Regions from separate parts of the Gossypium arboreum genome. Here region 1 is linked to region 2. The links are chromatin contacts, called in public Hi-C maps. All regions are on one chromosome and are shown on one strand. The core of a region is the stretch at or near the end of the contact, and the rest is flanking DNA. Distances in the headings are between cores, read along the strand shown. Region 1 holds the start of LOC108483180. Region 2 holds the start of LOC108480511 (probable pectate lyase 18).

Region 1 (2,700 bases), core at 95-2,594, 360 kb before region 2:
ATACTAATTCCAGGGATGCTGTACCTAAAAACAGCCTTAAAGTTAGGGATAAAATATTTACAGAATCCTATTTGATACACTCAAATATTCCTTAATTAGGAAACTGAAATCTGACAATTTTCTTTTAATTTAAATGCATGAAACAGTAACAAATCTAAATTTCCTTGTACTCCAAATATTTAGATACACTAGTCATACCATAGCATTAGTGACCAGACACATGTTTACACCTTATTTTATTATTATCAACTTGCAGGAAGCATCAATATTCAGATACACCTTTGGCATATTTACAAACACATGGTCCAGTAAAATTGTTTGAATCCCAACTTATGACCCACAATGACCATCGAACATACGAGCAAACATTGAATTAACTTTTCCAGCTATCCCTTTTTTTGCTTCACCAGCAGACAACACATACTCCACATTCCTAACAATTTTCTATTCAACAATACTGCTATACAAAGTTAACATTTCCCATCTTTCATCATGGATAAAAGCACAAAGAATCCAACATGCTAACCATAAAATGACATCAATAAGAAAGTCAACACTTTCAGGTCCTCTTATGTTCTATCTATAGATATCATTTTAAATTTCAATGCATCAAATACCAGTGCCACAATTATTTCATAGATACTTTAAATAATCAGCCCTAAAAAATTCAATCAAACAATGCAAACAGTTATGAAGGCTCAATAGAATAGAATAAATCAACAACACAAACCCAACAATCCAACATATTTTACAATCATAAACTGAAAACGTGTTACCCCAAAAATAGTAGAATCTAAACAAAAAACACACGAAGCATGGGTCAAGACTAGTTACAACCGACATTTGAACAAAACCCAAAATAAATTTAGGAAAATTTCATCAATAAATTAAATAAACAACGCAATACACCACCATTACCGTATTTCACAGCCTATGCACCTTTAAACGAAGCTGTCTCCTCGCCATAATGCTTTGTTGTATCCCTCACCACATCTTTGTTTACTATTCTCTCAATTCGTTTTCACCAAAGTTCCTTTTCCGCTTCAAAATTTCCTCCCAAATCACTATTTTTGCAACTAATTTCTCTTCTCCCAAATTGAAATGTTTAGGGTAATTTTTTTCACCAATTCAATAAAATTAAAAAAATTATTTCGATCCCAATAGCAGTGGGGGTTTAATTTTATAGGTTTTGTCGCTTTCTTCATTTGGCTTTACCGTTTAATCTTTAGGGGTTGTTAAAGCATTGTTATTACACACTGAGTTTGTAATTCTTTAATTATGTGGAAAAAAATTAATTACTTGTATTACATAGTTAACAATCCATTAGTGAGAAAACAAAGGAGTGATCAGTTGGAGTAATTATATTAACAATTATGATTAAATTGAGAAAAAAATATTAAAGTGATTAAAATAAGATAAATTCAATTTTAGAGTGATTAATTCAGGGAAAATCCTATAGTTTAAGGGTAAAAGGATAAAAATTGAAGGGTTAAACTGATGCAAAAAATAATGTTCTACAGAAATTTTACCTTATCTAAAGATGATTTGGTATTAGAATTTCATCTCATATTTTGAATTTTTAACACTTTTGAAATCGAAACATGAAAATGTCATTCAAGAATCTTGTGATATTCTTTGAACTAAACATGTTTTATAACCTTAATAATTGGTATCCATAGCTTAGATGCATTTTGGTTGGTGTTATCCAAAACAAAACCAAATCAGATCAATTTATCATACAAGTATAAAGGTGTTTGTATTTTCTTTAATTTTATAATACATGAAAAAAAAACAATTTAACTCTTGAAAACTCGTCAATATAGTTATCTTAATCTTGGTATCTAAACTATGCTCTTTTTCTCATTTTAGTATCTATATTTTTTTATCACAAATAATACCTAAACTATTTTTATCTTTAGTTGGTACCTCTATTAGTTCAATAGTTATTCAAATTATTAAGTTTATATATTTTAAAAAAATTTACCAATTAAAAATTTCATGTTATATATATCTTTTTATTTTTATATTTTCTTTCTTTCTTCTTCCTTTCATATTGAGTTTCTTCTACATGTAAGCATTTGAACTTCATGTTTTAATTAAAGTTTGTAAAATTGAATAGATGGTCAAATCGATTACGCCACCAATTATATATTTGGCCTATTTGTCTGATTCAATTAAATACACTATAAAAAATCCATAAAAATTAAAAATATATATTTTAAAAATAAATAAAACCAATTCAATCAATTTTTTACCTCACCTTAGTTCAATTGGTCTGTATGAGCCAACCAATTCAACCCCTATCTTCATATTAGTACCTTGATTCCCAAACCAATAGGTCCAACCGACTAAACCAATTTTGAAAATACTGATTTTTGATTGATAAAGTAACTTTTTCGATCCTGTCAAGTCAAACAAGCAACATTTGAAAACAAAATCAATCGCCAACACCTTGACCTCAAGAGTACAAATTTCGGTCATTGTCAAACATTATAACAATTTATTATCATCTAAAATCTTTTAACAAATATAACATTTTAATGTAAAATGGGCAACAAAAGAATAATTAATATAATTTAAGTATTAATTTGTGAATTGTACTTTTTAAAATAAGCATAACGGTTTGGGAAAAAAAATAATTTAAGTACCACTTGTTACTAAACTTTAAGTACAAAAAAAATATATATATATTTTTTTCTT
Region 2 (2,700 bases), core at 114-2,613:
TTAGAGCTGTCCATGGGTCAAGGCACCCAACTAGATTCGGAGGCTTGCCAAAATATTGAAAGGATTTGAATAAAAATATAAACTTAAAATGTGGAATTGAACAAAAAATGAGACCTATTTTTTAAATAGGTTAAACCTCAAGTAAGCTTTTTTTTGACCCAAACCAAACCAGGTCAAACTTAACTCAAATACACTTATAAATTTAAAAGATTTTATGGTCAATGTATTAAATAATTACTCAATCCTAATATAGTTTAAAAATTTTCCAACAGCAATTTTTGTTCTTATAAAATTGACCATTTGGTGAGTTTTCCAAACTGACATTACAACATTTATGAAGCCATTAACTGAATTTTAATTCATAACTTCCATCTTCTAATGTGGGTTTTCAATATGAAGTTTTATAATGTTGATATTTAATAAAGACAACACCATTATTTTCACCCTTTAGCGACTAAATGAAGCAACCTTGTAAAAACATTAACCAATCAACCAACAATCTCGAATTTAAGTTTAGTAATATTCAACCATATCCCATCCTTTGAACACTTTTTTATGAAATAGCTGCCATAACCAAATATGCTAACTAACCCTCTTCAAACTTACAATCTAGGTGGAAAACACCTAAAACAACAACCCTGAAAATGATTTGGGTAAATTACAACATTATCACATTATAATTTGATCACTAAATTATTTAAAAGTTTTCATTTAAGTCACTGAACTATTCAAAAGTTTTCATTTAAGTCATTAATTTTTCTAAAGTTCTACCAGTGAGCTCCAAGCAATGAGCCAATGATCAATATGGTGGATCAGTATCGATCAACAAGTAGAACAACATACGTTAGATCCAAATTGTTATGACTGTCAGTGTCGGATATCAGAAAAAAAAGTTGTTTAAATTTTTAGTTTGCAGATTCATGATATCCAAAATTGTTTCATGAAAAAAAATTTTGAACTGTAAAAGAGAATGAGAAAAAGAGCCTTTGATTAATGTATGCACTACGAACAAAGAAAGTCATATAATATCATTTTTTAACAGCCTAATGACATGAATAGTTCAGTGATCAAATTCTAACTATTTTTTAATTAAGTGATAAAAAAATTTAGTAAGTAAGCATTGTAGTTTACCCTAATATTATTTTAGTTTTATAAAAATTTAGACAATCTTTTTATATATTTTTCATGTAAAGGATAGTATTTCAACTTTTGACTATTTGGAGCAGCTTTGTTGAGGGCATTGCTTAGCAGTCAAAAACTACCAACAGGGAATTCCGTAAAAACCTGAAATCACCGAAGCATAGACGACCCTACATGTTTAGTTTAATCACGCCATTGAACAAGGCTTTTAATCCTCTTTATAAACACCCCCTTCTTCTCAACCTCCCTCCACCACCTTGCCTCACAAAACAAGCAAACAAAGGTAAAATGGCAAGGACAATGGCAATGGCGATCCCTTCACTTCCTCTTCTCTTCCTCTTTACATTTCTGCTTCTACTCCCACTTCTCATTTCCTCTTCCCCTGTTCAAGACCCTGAGCTTGTAGTCCAAGATGTTCACAGGTAAAGAAACTACACCTCCACTTTTCCATTTCCATGTCATCTCCATTAATACTCCAAAGGAATTAACTTTTGTGGTTTTTGGGTGGCAGGGCCATCAATGCGTCCAGGAGGAACCTAGGGTATCTCTCCTGTGGAACCGGCAACCCCATTGATGACTGCTGGAGATGTGACCCCAACTGGGAGACTAATCGCCAGAAGCTAGCTGATTGTGCCATTGGGTTCGGCAAGAACGCCATTGGCGGAAGAGATGGTAAGATTTATGTGGTCACTGACTCGGGCGATGATGACCCCGTTAACCCCAAACCAGGGACATTACGGCATGCGGTGATTCAAGACGAACCGTTGTGGATCATTTTTGCTCGTGACATGACCATTCAGCTAAAAGAAGAGCTGATAATGAACTCATTCAAGACCATCGACGGTAGGGGCGCCAGCGTTCATATTGCAGGGGGTCCATGCATTACCGTTCAGTATGTGACCAACATTATCATTCATGGACTCAACATACATGATTGTAAACAAGGAGGGAATGCTATGGTGAGGGACTCCCCACGTCACTATGGTTGGAGGACCATATCAGACGGTGATGGTGTGTCCATCTTCGGTGGTAGCCATGTTTGGGTTGACCATAACTCCTTATCAAACTGCAAAGACGGCTTGATTGACGCTATCCATGGCTCCACCGCTATCACCATTTCCAACAATTACATGACTCACCATGATAAAGTCATGTTATTGGGACACAGTGATTCGTATACTCAAGACAAGAACATGCAAGTCACTATTGCCTTTAATCACTTTGGTGAAGGCCTTGTCCAAAGAATGCCACGGTAATAATAATATTGCTACTATGGTCAATTAGGATAAATATCAATAACGGATTACTTATATATTTTTTCGGAATTACAGATGTAGACATGGGTATTTCCACGTGGTGAACAATGACTATACTCATTGGGAAATGTATGCCATTGGAGGAAGTGCTAACCCAACAATAAACAGCCAAGGGAATAGATTTACTGCACCTAACAACAGATTCAGCAAAGAGGTGACCAAACATGAGGATGCACCGGAGAGTGAATGGAAGAGCTGGAATTGGAGATCGGAAGGTGACCTAATGGTAAACGGTGCATTCTTT

Evidence for each region. A called contact is a pair of places that touch in the nucleus more often than the background predicts.
Region 1: a contact with region 2 is called in a Hi-C map of leaf, with 4 times the contacts expected there. The contact joins the promoter of LOC108483180 here to the promoter of LOC108480511 in region 2. A contact is called at or near these places in 2 of 5 Hi-C or Micro-C datasets (both in leaf).

What each region holds. Positions count from the first base shown.
Region 1 is chr1:16,878,114-16,880,813 of ASM2569848v2, reverse strand. LOC108483180 reads right to left here and starts at 1,344. Exons shown (of 4, transcript XM_017786440.2): 1 at 919-1,344. It overlaps LOC108483083, which reads right to left. Exons shown (of 16, transcript XM_053027605.1): 16 at 2,091-2,402. The coding sequence ends at 2,349.
Region 2 is chr1:16,521,138-16,523,837 of ASM2569848v2, reverse strand. It overlaps LOC108480511 (probable pectate lyase 18), which reads left to right and starts at 1,363. Exons shown (of 3, transcript XM_017783534.2): 1 at 1,363-1,562; 2 at 1,652-2,392; 3 at 2,472-2,700. The coding sequence starts at 1,429.